Regions from separate parts of the Mus musculus genome. Here region 1 is linked to region 2. The links are chromatin contacts, called in public Micro-C maps. All regions are on one chromosome and are shown on one strand. Each heading gives the region's core, a stretch centred on a gene start, on an enhancer-like site or on the middle of the called end of the contact. The rest is flanking DNA. Distances are from core to core; before and after follow the strand shown. Region 1 overlaps Slc8a1 (solute carrier family 8 (sodium/calcium exchanger), member 1). Region 2 has its middle 96 kb from the start of Gm33944.

What was found. A called contact is a pair of places that touch in the nucleus more often than the background predicts.
Region 1: a contact with region 2 is called in a Micro-C map of the AtT-20 cell line, with 5 times the contacts expected there. The contact joins two enhancer-like sites. A contact is called at or near these places in 3 of 484 Hi-C or Micro-C datasets (the AtT-20 cell line, cerebral cortex and myocytes), 1 of 115 datasets of contacts at active chromatin or transcription factors (bone marrow-derived dendritic cells) and 1 of 9 other capture datasets (embryonic stem cells).

What each region holds. Positions count from the first base shown.
Region 1 is chr17:81,424,845-81,431,944 of GRCm38.p6, reverse strand. It overlaps Slc8a1 (solute carrier family 8 (sodium/calcium exchanger), member 1), which reads left to right. Exons shown (of 11, transcript NM_011406.3): 9 at 3,664-3,763. Among named protein-coding and RNA genes, the nearest start is that of Gm33944, 140 kb to the right of the region's middle. Within about 2 kb of position 2,189, at least 13 of the 459 cell types and tissues checked have an H3K27ac peak or open chromatin away from gene starts, as enhancers often do. A contact at or near this core is called in the AtT-20 cell line, where this site is marked.
Region 2 is chr17:81,185,693-81,192,808 of GRCm38.p6, reverse strand. No RefSeq gene overlaps it. Among named protein-coding and RNA genes, the nearest start is that of Gm33944, 96 kb to the left of the region's middle. Within about 2 kb of position 2,263, at least 4 of the 459 cell types and tissues checked have an H3K27ac peak or open chromatin away from gene starts, as enhancers often do. A contact at or near this core is called in the AtT-20 cell line, where this site is marked.

The DNA.
Region 1 (7,100 bases), core at 940-3,439, 240 kb before region 2:
TTTCTGGAGAATGGCCCTTTATGTCAGAAAACTCTTTAGTATTGCCTACCAATGGTACTGAGTCAACAGCGACACCGGTTATTCCTGAGGTGATAAAATTAGAGTGTCTAGTTTATTCTTTTTCTCATGGTACTTCGTCCTGAACTGAGGGATTCACATGTGTCAGGCAAGCCCAGATTTTAAATTTTTCCAGGGAATAGACATCATTCTTGTAAAAGTTACATACATAGGAATGCGTGTCACCCTTGAAGATGAAGCTTCCTGTCTGTCATTCCTAACACACTACTCTGCTTCAACCTCCCTGTCCCATGCTACACCCCCCCACACACACACACATAGTTCTTTGTACCCAATTCATTAATATCTAAGAATACTTGAGGTGGAGCCAACTTCCATTGCAAAATGAGATAAGACATTGCATCCTTTCTTATAATATCCTGAATTACAAACCCAGAACCAGACAATATTTTCTTTACTTATCTTACAGAAGGATACAGTGACTATTCAAAGAAATAAAAAAAAGTAGAGAATCAGGCTAATATAGAACTCTCAGAATCCTAAGTGAATCTTTAGTAATAATTGCTTCTTTTCCTTTTGTTGGTTGATTAAATTTAATTTCCGAATTGACATGCCTGAAGTATCTTTGCAATTAAAATGGGATTTTTCTTAAAAAGATAAAATACATTTAAACCTTTTTAGACCACTAGGAATCTAACTATATCTAGCTATCATCTATTTATCTATCTATCATCTATTTATTTATCTGTCTATTGGTCTATCATCTATCATCTATCCATCGTCTATCTGTCTGTCTGTCTGTCTGTCTGTCTCTCTATTATCTATCTATTTATCTGTCTATCCATCATCTATTTATCTGTCTATTGGTCTATCATCTATCATCTATCCATCGTCTATCTGTCTGTCTGTCTGTCTTCTATCTATGTATCTGTCTATCATGCTTTTGCTTTCACTCCCTTGCTTAGAGGAAGGGTAAAGAGGGAAACAAAGCCTGAGCATTGCACTGTCAGAGCCCATTGGGGCCTAACCTTGAGCCTGGCTCTTTGAAGACATAAAGAGAACATGCACAGGTTCACATGATCCTATAGCCTGTCCATCTCTATGGCCCACTCTGCTACTCTGTGTCCATGTGTGTCCATTTTCACTGTTCCTCCTGCAACTGTCTTTCACTAAGGGAATTCAAGGGTTCAGTGTCATTTGCCACAATAGAGATTGCTTTTCCTGAAGCTAATTCACTCCCAAACTTTTTATAGACAATGTATACTCTCCCCTTCATAGGATGCCCAGCCTTGTCTTCCCATGCAGTGACCACAGAAAGAGTAATTAAAGTAACTACTTTAGAATATACTGGTCTAGGTAACTCTTCTAGGTCAAAAAAATTAATTAATTAATTAATTTTTTAAAAAGTCTTGGGCCAGAAGTCTCCCTGGTCCCTAGTTTCTTTCTATAACTTCATTTGTCTGGGTTTTTAGAAAAAAAAAACTTTCTAAAATAACTTTGAGTTTCTTCTTCAAGTTTATGAACATGGTCATTACAATTAAGACCTAAAGGGCATCTTGGGGGTATACTTTTCAAGTAAATTAATATCAACATTGACTTTCTTCACTTAAGAATTGTTTTTCTAGAATGTAACTTGAGAACTTGTTCAAAGCTCTAGAATAGCATGGGCTAGATAGACTCCACATACCACCCTGCCCCCATGAGTTCTAGCCTGCCATGCTAAGACTGTGACTCTACTAAATCCCTCTGTCCTGGGTGAGGGTCTCATAATACCAGGTCACTGGCAGTTTAAGAATGTGCCAGATGAACATAGAGAGAATTGTCTAAACTTCAATTAATCCTGATTCCCTCCCTTTTCTCCCATAGAGTTGTACCCATAAGTACAACTTTAGCCACTGGAGGAAGAAAATTTGCTTCTGCCAGTCTGGTTAAAATGTATTACATTTTAAGATATGTCTGAGTTTTTCCACATCAATAAAGGTTAAGTTGAGTTTCTCCTAAAAGTTTGATCATGAGCAGACATTTCACGGGGAAGTGTGTGTTCAGATGCTGAGTGATGACACTGGAACGCTAATCTCCTGGATGGTGGGGTTCTCTGCCCTGGCTGGAGTACAGTGCGTTCTCTCCCTTGTGGAGAGTTTCCACTACGTGTAAGAAAAGCTGAGGTCATTTCTTCTTACATTCCGCACAGCACTTTGAACTGGCATTAGTTGAGATGCTTAGAGTACTGGATGAGATGTGGCTGAGTCAAGAGAGAAAAGACAGATGCCTGTCGTGGGCTTCAATTTATTGTGCCCAAGAGCAGGGACTCTTAGAGCTGTTATCAGGGCACCAGCAGTTCTGGATACGAGACAAGCTGAGCGGTCACCGCCCTTAGGACATACAAGCCACCAAGAATCATGTTGCAGATATAGAGCGTGCTAGCTGGAGATGACTCCTTTCATGTTTGTTTTCCTCTCCATGTCTCAAGTCAGTTCCAGTGACTCATTCTGAACTAACACGCATACTATTATAAATCGGCTCTGGCTTCACATCCAACCCCTCAGACAACATTCTCTTGACTTCTGCTTAGTCAATAACGTTATCTCTCTCAAATCATAGTTTGCTATCCTGTACTGAACATGTACAAATACTTACCTAAGGCAAATAATATGTGTTTTCTGCCTCTGCAATTAGTGGGAATTCGAGGATGCTCTGACAGTAAGTGTGGATGTTTGGTAGACTAGTTGGTGCAGTAGTTTCTCTGAGAAGAGTAGCCTTAGTGTCCTAGAAATGCCCCTTCTCCCTGTAGTTGCCATGATTTGTGGTAGCGCTTTGACTTGTATGGCTTATTTAGTTTTCTCGTGACCGCTTGGCAAGTCCTGCCTGCTGTTTTATTAACCAAATTTAGAAAGTTGGAGAGTTCTAATTCCACAAAACTAATGACCTAATAAGTTCTAAAGTAAAATAAGGGCATGTACCTCTGTGCTATTAAAGGATAAAAATGTGATGCAGGGTTATAAGCAGTGTGCCCTAAGCCACAAATGTTGACTTTTGCTTGTCTAGTATGCTCCTGATGTAACAGCAGTAGTGTGAGAATAGAATTGTCTGATAATATTAACAAGCTGAAAAACACAGTGGTCCCTCTGCACCACCACCTTAACACTACCCCCACCCAAAATTATCTATTTATTAATGATCATACAGCAAACCTTGAAACCGTGCCTCCTGGCTATATGTCACTGACAAACAATACAGCAATACATCTTCAGGTTCAGATCCGTTACTTCTAGATATTCACAGTTAGTGTTGAACAGGGCCAGTAATGATTCGTTTGCAGACAGCAAGGACAGACAAGCCAGGGAGAATCAAGTTCACAGGGCAGTTGAGGAACACAGGTGGGCGTTTGAAGCAGTGGCTAGGGAAACATTGTAGCTGCTCCTGGTTGGCCTTTAGGGCAGCAAAGGCTGCTTGAAGTTTCTATTTCAGGATGTTTCTAAGGACAACTGTTTACATAGTCATAACAATATTTAATGTGCATACTTTTCTATTGAGCCTGACATCTGGTAGCCCTTATAGAATCCTGGGACTTTGAAACAAGGTTTTAGATTTCCTGAGGCCCTCACAATCTCAGAAGTTATACTCTTATCCCTTTGCCCCTTTCAGAGCACTGTGGACAAACTCATTAAGAAGACGAACCTGGCCCTTGTGGTGGGGACCAACAGCTGGAGAGAGCAGTTTATCGAAGCCATCACTGTCAGCGCTGGTGAGTAGTGCTTGGTTCTGTACCCTGGGAGGTGGAATGGCCAGTTTCGGGCTAAGTTTGCTTGTTCTGCCATCAGCAAAGCAGCACATGGCAAAATTAAGAGAAAACGGCATAATTGTTGTCTGTATCCATTTACCATTCTCTGGGGGTGGGGGTGGGGGGTAGACAGGTGAATTTAAACCCATTGGTGTCTTAATTCACTGTTTAACCAGTTGTGGGGTTTTGTCTGGATCCCCGAGGCAGCACACATTGGCTAAGTAAAGGTCAAAAGGTATCTAAGCATGGGAAGAAAAGCAAGGCATTTCGATGTCTTCACCAGCACTGTGCAATCATTGTATAAGCGCTTCCACGGCACAGACTCCAAGGTGCACACCAAAGCACACTGTGACTTTTTCCCTGCACAAGGAAAGTGCAAGGTTTTCTCTAAGAATATCCTACAAAATAGTCCTAGAAAGGACATGAAATAAAGAAAGGGTACACTCCCTGTGCTGTCAAGCCTTGTCCACTCTCGGTGTGCGTAGGGACAGAGTGAGTCACAGACACTGGAAGGAAGCAACACTGCCTGACATTTTTGTCTTCTTTTGGTCAGATCTTTTACTATGCTTACACTGCTCTTGCTCCCAAATTCCCACAGGCACATCTCACTGCAGCCAGTCAACAAAGCTAGGGGTTTCTGAGCAGCGAGTGATTCCCAAGCTGTAAAATATGGTAACAGCATCACTAGCAATCAGGCCATAGCTTGTGCTGCAGCCGCCGCCTCCTCCTTCCAATCTGCCGCAGAACACTTGGACGGATCTCCCAAGTGCTCTGGGAACAGAGAATGGTTGAAAAAGAAAAAGCATAGCTGTTTATTATTAGTGCTGGATACCACCACGCTGTGGTTTCTTGCAGTCAAGTATCAACGGGAACTTATGAGCACTAAACAGCCAATACTTGCTTAGGAAGGTGGATTTAAAATTTACGCGTCAGCTTTCATATAAAGAGAGGGAAACACCCCTAAGGGTTTATGTTTTTCTATACATATAAGATTAGCATCTGAGACAGGAGCGTACCTCCCTTTGCACAGAAGAACTGAGCTGATAAGAACACTGATGAAACTCGTGTAGGAAGTATTAGAAAATTGTCGTGGGGCTTTGCCTCCTTCAGACTGTAGCATGAAAGACAATATAGCCCTGTAGTGAGACATTTCCAACAGATGCCAGGTCTTCTTTGGTTGCTTAGGGATGGATAAGCACTTGTTGTAAAGGCTGTGCACTGCCTTTTTAGGGAGAATAGCATAGACAGCCCCTGTACAAATTCTCGTATAGACACTTAATATTCTAGTATAGCAGAGAGCAAGTGCGTCAGACAGTTCACATGCGTCTGATTGCTAGCTTGAGACGGAGAACACTGAGGCTGAGGAAGGATACACCTTGATGACCAACATGGTTCCATCAGTAGACCACCTGAGAGCAGATTTGCTTTCATCGCAACAGAACCGTTTCTCATTGGTCCCCTCACGTGTTTGAGTCACTGTCCGAAACTGCTCAGAGTTAATGACATGGCTGACTGTTTTAACAGTGAAAAGGGTTATGCTACCAACAAGGCCAAAGTCTTGTGTTTGATGCTCTGGCATACAGAGAAACAAGATGCTGATGACTCCCTCAGTCAGTGAGCTAGAACTGGGATGGCAGATACTGAAGAAATCCTTTCAGATCCCTGGGCAGTATTTTCAGTTGTTGCCTATACTATAGAGATGCAATAACCTGGTAGTTTCTGAGAAACAGCTTGGCTGTGGAAGATAGTCTGATTGTGTGTGAGACTGTGTGGGAGAGAGTACAAGTATGGCAGTGCCTGTGTGTGTGTGTGTGTGTGTGTGTGTGTGTGTGTGTGTGTGTGTGTTCTTATGCATGTGGCGATGTGTACACATACACACGCACAATTGAAGGCCAAAGATCTACATCTAATGTCTTTCCTAATCACCCTCCACCTTAGTTTTGGAAACTGGGTCTCTCACTGAGCCTGAAGCTCATTGAATCATCCGGACTATCTGCTTAGCAAACACAGTCTTGCTTCTGTGCACACACTAACATTCCCAGAGTCTTACGTGGATACTGTGTAATGAACCCAGAGAATCCCACTTGCCTGCTCAGCATTTTATACCCGATCCATCTTCCCAGCCTTTATCTGGAGCTGTGATCTGCTGAAAAGGACTCTGTGTACTACTGACTGTCCTTAAGGGACAAAGAAGTTTCAGCATAAGAAAAATTGCCCCTTGCCTGCTTCCTGGACAGGCTAGCCCTGTCACGTCTCCTGATACTCTGCTGGCATCATTTCATAACCAGTCTTGACTCCAGCCCTCTTTGTCGTACTAAAGACTGCACACAGGGTCTCACATATGCTGGGGAAGCTCTCTACCAGGGAGTTATAGCCATTGTCTTATTTGTTTCAATTTTGAGGCAGTGTCTCAATAACTTGTCCACGCTAGCCTTGAATGTACTCTGTAATCTGAAGCTCTGAGTCCTTCCAAGTATGTTGCAGATGTCCGACAGTTCACCCAGCTCCAAATCATTTGAAAAATAGTTAATTAATAATGCATAAAGCTTCTCAAGTATTATTGGTTTGTATGTGTATATGTGCTCATGTGTAGTGTGTGTGTGTGTGTGTGTGTGTGTGTGTGTGTGTATTTCTAAATGACTGCTTAGAGACAGACAATGCTTAGAAACTTTCCATTTCCTAGGTTAATTGACCTTACTTACAATTTTTAAATCCAGAATATCTGAAAAATAAACACACAGTTTATAGTCAGTAAATTACATTAAATTACATGAAAGACAGTTTTCAAAGTGCAATGTTTCGGGTTATGACTGAGTTTAAGTGCCTAAGGGATGTTAATATTCTCAGGTTGTTAAACAGACAATAAAATTTGTAAAGCAGCATTTATTGAAGGCAGGCTTTCATTGGATTTTTTTTAAGATTTCATGGCTAAATAGTTGAGAATCAGAAAGATTTTCCTTATTAAAAATATTAAATTGTCTTTGAAGGATTCTGCTGAGACCGTTTCTCCCAAGCAATTTTCTGTGCAAAATTGAATCTATGTGTTTTACTAAACAAAAGTAATAATTTTGTAAATGGGATTTGGCTTCTCTCTCTCTTTTTTTTTATTAACTCTATCAAAACTCGATTTAAAGGAACTAGCCAGTAATGCTATTCCGCACTTTGCCTGAGCTGCACAGCCCAGTACCTGGGCTTCCTGTGGCAATGTGTCTGCTCACCAAGTTCTGCCAGTTGAGTATTTGAAGAGCTGGAGGATTTAAGAGACTTCAGCGATTAGGAAGGGATTAAACAGTCATGTTCC
Region 2 (7,116 bases), core at 1,014-3,513:
CTACTCATGATTCTATCGGCACTAGCAGAATCAATTCCTCTCCTACCATCTTTCTAGAACATTCATGTCACTGCTACATTCTGAGACATAAGTTTGTTTTGCCTCCCAGACAACAATGGAACTAGGTTGGGGGCAAGGGAGACTTGTTTGTTTGTTCTTTAGAAATTTTCAATCAAATATGAATAGGTTGGCTAAGTATCCTATCAGAATCCCAGTGATGAATCCAAGCATTCATTAGACCAACACCTGTACTCTCGAACTATGCCTATTACTTCCCGAGAGATGTTCTGTTGTTCAGTTGGACTTGCCGTCTTTGTTCCTAGGAAAGCGATCGTGTTTATCTTCATGCCAAAGCCCAGTTCTGCTGGCTTCCTATGCTCACATGGGTAAAGCCCTTCTGAAGATACTAAATCTGAGTGCCTAGCCCCTCTAGGATGCCCTGTGAGGAAGAAAGCCCAAAGGAAGCAGAGAGGGAAGGAAGCATCCATGCAGTGCAGTGGGACCAACTCATCCTCAAGAACATGGGAGCAACCAATGCAGTTGGCAAATCATCTTGTCCCCTACCAGAAGAGAAATAAACCTCTTCAATATGTGCAGCTGCAAGCAATTGCTCACCTCCATTAAACATTCGTGTAAAAAGCTGACTCACGCCAGGCGTGGTGGCGCAGGCTTTTAATCCCAGCACTCGGGAGGCAGAGGCAGGTGGATTTCTGAGTTCGAGGCCAGCCTGGTCTACAAAGTGAGTTCCAGGACAGCCAGGGCTACACAGAGAAACCCTGTCTCCAAAAACAAAACAAAACAAAACAAACAAACAAAAAAAAGCTGACTCATACAACCTTGCCGCCTACCCCTGTGAAAGAAATGCTGTAAGAGGGAAAGAGCGTCGATGGAGACACTTTTAACCATGTATAATGTATAAAACGTACGTGGTCACTTCCAAGACTCTAATATGAACCAAAGTATCAAATAACTGTGTGCCTGTGTGTGTTGGCTACGTATCCTGGGCTACCCCCAGGATACATAACTTATTGATTCTGTCGTTACATATTGTCAGTTTCTCACAGAAATATGAGTCCTGTGCATCATCTTTAAAAACTGAATAATGATTTGAAAGATTCTATTGGGCCTCTCAGCACTTGCCGCTTCTACGAGGGAACGGAAGCTTCGAGGCTTCTGGAAGGCAGCAAACATCTGTACCGGGCATGCGCAAGAGACTCAAGCGCTCATGGGCTCTATCAGCCATCCAGGCAATGCGCTGGAATATTCCGTGGTTTGTTTCACATCATTTTTACCACACATCCTTGCCATCCTTAACATCATTATAAAGGTTTAGACCAGTGATTCTCAACCTGTGGGTCATGACCCCCTTTGGGATCACAGAGCAGATACCTGCGTGGCAGATATTTATATTACAATCTATAACAGTAGCCAAATTATAATCGTGAAGTTACAATGATATAATTATACGGCTGGGGGTCACTGCACAATAAGGAACTGTATTAACGGGTCGCAGAGTTAGGAGAGCTAAGAAATGCTGCATTAAGAAGGAAGGAGGCGACCCCTAAAAAGTCAAAGAATCGTCTTCAAGCCCCAACCACAAAACCTTTAGTTGCTTTACCCACCCATCTCGGCATAGGTCATTTCATGCAAGGAGGCTCAAACTTGGCTGCCTGTTAGTCACCTAAGAAAGTGTTTTTAAAGGTTGGTAATATGGATTCAGCCTTTGGGGAAGCTGACTTCACTGGTTTCAGGTGTGTCCTGGCATTTTTCAACTGCTGAGGGCATTTCTAGTGTGCAGCCAAGTCTGGGAATTAAATAATACAGCAGGCAGCGCCTGGGCACTGCTTTTCTCTGCGCGCTGTGGGCTGCACACAGGACATGTTTGATTAGCTTGGGATTTTATTAAATTTAGATAAGCCATTATGGATACAGGTTTAGGGGGTGGGCTAGAAGCTGCCCCTACTTGCAATCCGGTGAAAGTCTTGGAAGAAGGAAATATAGATTTATTCTGAAAAGAAACAAGAGAAAGGCTTCAGAAATACACAGGTGAGAAGCGTGTGAACTAAATTAGACAGATGGATTCGGGGTGGGGGATAACTACAAGCATAACTTCTAAAATAAACGATACAGTAAAAAAAACTGCTAAGTGTAGTGAAAAGAAAATGGGAGGATCCCGCAGGAAGCGTGGGTGGAGTGATGGGGGGTGGAGCGATGGGGCGGGGCGGCATGGGTGGGGCAATCCCAGGGGAGGCATGGGTAGTAGAAGAAAGGGAGGGAAAATAATCAACAAAGCCCGAATGAAGTGTTAGAGCAGCGGGTCTCAACCTTACAGGTGCTGTGACCTTCACTACAGCTCCTCATGTTGGAGGGACCCCCAACCATAACATTACTTTTGTTGCTATATCATAACTGTAATTTTGCTACTCTTATGAATCATAACATAAACAGCTGATATGCAGGATATCTGATACGTGACCCTGTGAGAGGAGTCGTGATCCACAGGTTGAGAACATTTGTGTTAGAGTAACTTCTTTATAGGCCCTCTAATACTGGGTACTTCCTGCCTCTAGATAGGAGACATGTAGGTGACCTTGCAAACTCTTCGCTTGCCTGGGCTTTATAACGTCTGTCCTAGAGAGCTGCCTTCATTTTGGTTTCCATCCTCCAGTGCACACCAGCAGCCTCTGCTGGCCACACTCAGCTTTGCAGTAGATGCTCTGACCCTGCAGAGAGCTCTGGAACTGTGGGGATCTCTAGTGCTCTACTTGGGGGGGGGGGGAGAGGGAGTGGGTGTTGTGTTAGGAGCCTTCCATAGCCCAGCCCTGTAATTTCAGGACAGAGTGAGAGAAATCAGATGCCAAGTCAAAACTGTAAACAATGTAAAAGACAGATGATTAGGAGAAGTCCACAGACTCACAAACAAGTCTGGTTGCCAGTTTGATGAGACCAGCAATCTGCAAAAGGAGGTGGGTCAGTAAAAAAGGAAATCCCATTTTATCACTCTGGTGAGGTTTTGCCTTTTACTGTCTATTGTAGTGCTAAGTGCAGGCCCCAAGATCTGGAGTCTGCACATAGCTTCTATGCCCCCAAGTTAATTCTGATTGGTAAATAACAATGCCAACAACCAATAGCTGGGCAGAAGAGACATAGGTTAGGTTTAGTTTTCCTGGGCTTGGGGTCGGTGGAAGGAGAAGAAGAAGATACAGGAGGAGGAAGGAGAAGCGGCCATGAGTTAAACCTCAAGAGAGCATGGCCCTGATGCTGCCAAAATAGAGCTAAGTGCAGCCCAGATGGAACATTCATAGGAAGTAGTAAGTAACAACTCGGGGTTATCATAGGAAAGCAGATTCTAACAGCATGGAGGGTAGGCAGCTGCCCAGCTCTGGTGCTGTGTAAGGTTTATTAAAAGTATAAAGGCTGGTGTGTGTGTGTGTGTGTGTGTGTGTGTGTGTGTGTGTGTGTGTCTGTGTGTGTGTGTGTGTGTCTGTGTGTGTGTGTGTGTGTGTGTGTGTGTGTGTGTGTGTGTGTGGTTGTTGTTGTTTATCCAGGAACTCAAAAACCAAAGGTGGGGTAGAAACCACAGTCTGGGATTAAAATAATTTCTGCAACAGGATGGAGGGAGGGAAAGATCAGGACAGGGGCTATCAGGAACAGGAGAAGTGGAGTCTGGCAAGAGAAAGTCAGACAGTGCCGAATCGAGTGCTCTGCCTGGACTGACCTCAGTGTGGCCATGACTTCCTTGCTCCTTCCAGCCCAGGGTGCACTTTTACCAGTATTCCACTTTATTATATTTATAATAACGATCTCACTTGTCATTCCCATACAGTCATCCATTTAACTTGGTTTATGTATCTTTGTCAGGGTTGGACAACCTTTTTCTTCTTTTCAGGTGCCTCCCTCCCCCCTCCTCACTTTTTTGACCTATGCCCTCTTTGCCATACTTTTGACAGTATTTCAGCATTGCCTTTTTTGTTTGTTTTTTTTATAAGATATTTATTTATTCCCCTTTTTACAGTCATCTAACTTTATTTTAAACATCTACATTATTGGGACTTCTTTTTACCCCCTTTTTTTTTTTTTTTTTTTTTTTTTTTACTTCTTACTTCTCCATCAACTGTGGAACGTTTTTATCTCCTTCTTTTATTTCACTTTGGCCTCTCCTCTGGTTCACCCCTCCATGTGGATCCTTTCTTCAGCTCATCCATTTGCTAACTTTTCACTAAATAGCACATTCTCTGTTAGTTTTGTCTTTTTTCTGTTTTATGGACCGTGATGCTGCACAGTGAATCCAAAACCTCTGAGAGATGCTCATGAAACCAAGCTGAGCACCACCAACCAACCATCCTCTACAGGATAGAAGGAAGAGCTGGAATAAACAATAAAGATACAGATGATCTATCTACTCAATGTCATTACAGCAGAAAGTTCCAATGTAGAGAAAGGGACAGACATCAAACCCAGAAGCCATTACAGAGTAGACACGACCAGAGAAGAAACTTTCTATGACACACTGTAGTTAAAATGTCAAAAATACAAAACAAAGAGACAGTATTAAAACCTGTAGAAGGAACTGGTTAACTCATTTAGACAGGCAAAAACATCAGAATGACATCAGCAATCCTAACAGCCAAAAGAGCATGAAGTAAGCTCACTCATGGCGATCAAGACAGCACTGAGATACATAAAGGAATAGTATATGCAAAGGAAGAGTCTCAGGGTACAGGAAATAATAACTGTCCTGAGGAAAGATGGACACAGGGCAGCCAGGAAGGAATCTATGTGCATCTGACACAACAATGTCAACGACCCTTACAAGTGAGTGGTGAATGAAAGGGCAGGCTGTAATGCAGCCACCAGTGAAACTGTAAGAAGTGATAGACAGCCCCATTTGATAACTATTCGTGAGGGAAGATTAATTTTCTCCAGTGAAGTCTCCCTGGGTATACAAAGTGTGCGTAAGGTGGGCCCCAAGCAGAGCAGTAGAAGACCAACACAAAATGAACTCAGTGGTATTTGGGGGATGTTTTTGGGTTTTGGTTGTGGTTGTGGTTGTGGTTGTGGTTTTGGTTGTGGTTGTGGTTTTGGTTGTAGTTTTGGTTGTGGTTTTGGTTGTGGTTGTGGTTTTTGGTTGTAGTTTTAGTTGTAGTTTTGGTTGTGGTGTTGGTTGTGGTTTTGGTTGTAGTTTTGGTTGTGGTTTTGATTTTGGTTGTGGCTTTGGTTTTGGTTGTGGTTGTGGCTGTGGCTTTGGTTTTGGTTGTAGTTTTGGTTGTGGTTTTGGTTGTGGTTGTGGCTTTGGTTTTGGTTATAGTTTGGTTGTAGTTTTGGTTTTGGTGTGTCTCATGATGCTTTATCTGGGCCTTTTATCTTTTTACCCTTACAAGTCATTTGCTTATATGTTATATTTTCTGGTGTTGGGTCTTATGGGATTACTGTGTGTGTGAATATGTGTGTCTCTGCAGCTATTTCTTATGCCTTTTCTTTGACTTCTTTTTTTTTTTCTGCTTGATTGTTACTTTGTCATATTCTAGTTTGTTTGTTTTTATTATATTTTATTATTATTCTATTTTTTAGATAGTGTTTGTTTTCTAATGAGAAAGAGCAAATGTGGATTTGAGTTGGTGAGGAGGTAGGGAGGTAATGGGGTGGGGGATGGGAGGAGTTGGGGGAGGGGAACTATAATCAGAATAGACGGTATGAAAATAACTCAATTTTCCATTTTAAAAAAAAAAAGAACTGGCAAATATGGCTTGATGATAGCCCTAAAGTGTGAATGCCCTCAGTCGCATGGTGAGGGATGAGGCTGGCTGGCGGGATTGAAAAACTAAATCCAATTGCTGCTTAAAGACTCTCAGATGGGGGATCAGAGGATGGAAGACAACCAAGCAAGTGAAGAGAAGCCAAAAACAGCTGGCACACTCATTCGGATAAGCCAACTTCAAAACAAAACGGTAATGTGATCCTAAGATTACAAGCTACAAGGGGGAGCAGAGATTAGTCAGTGAACTCAACCCAATTCCTGCCAAACCCGAAGTGGGGGTGATAAACTGTTTGCCTACAGTCCACCAGCAGAGCGGGGTCTAAAAGCCAGAAAGGTCTCTCATTCTTAGGGCCCCAACTGCTTTGCCCTAAGCAGTAATGATTGGATGATCCCTTCACAATAATGAGTTTCTCATGAGGTGGTATTAGAGGGTAGGAGGAAAAACATTCATACTGCGTCAAAAACACAGTTAGTCTGTGTAGAATGAAGCAGAAGTCACAAGGCTCCTGGGGGGAAACTCTCCACAGCTTCCTTGAGTCCCATGGATGTCATCGAATCCTCTCTTGGTCTGTAAATAAACATCTACTTAGGGAGGTGTTGAAGTACCAGCAGGAGTAATCACAACGTTACTGCCTGGGCTTTGTTCCGTGACTAGCATCATGTTCAGCCACGATATGCTCTCATTATGTCTGTCATCAGAGCCCTAACAGGAAGGCTCTTATTATTGCATTAATCTTCCTGTCTTATGGACAAGGAAACTAAACGAAAGAACAGAAGTAGTTGACTACAGTCACAAGGCTTCTCCTGAAAGCAGCATTCTAGAAATTACTGCAATGCCCTCTGTCTTTGCATTGACTAAGTGTGCCAGAGTATGGTGACAGTGATGAGTTGCCCCTTCTGAGATTGGATTTTCAAACTCTGTGACTTCACCTGGAAGTACTCTTTCCCAGTGCTAGCTAGCCCATTCTAGTAATACCAGGCAGGCACTATAATGAGAGCTGTGTAGATCTACACACTATGGAACTAAGGTGGCCTCTGTCCAAAAAGCTAGCATTAAAATGAGGTATTCATACACTCCACAAGAAACCAAACCCTAACAACAGACATGTTAGTGACTCAACAGGAAATCTACCCAAATCAATCCTAAAAACACTGTAGCAACATCTGGACTGCTGCTGATACTACAGACCAAAAACAGGAAACAGCAGGATTCCTGTGCAGCCCCACTGAAACTTGTGTAGTAGATAATTTTAAGTCACTTAGCTTTGGGATAGTTCGTTGTGGTGCCATTGATAAGTAAGACATCTAGTAGACTGAAGTCTCATGATGAAATTCAGGTATATGTAACTTCATAGCTT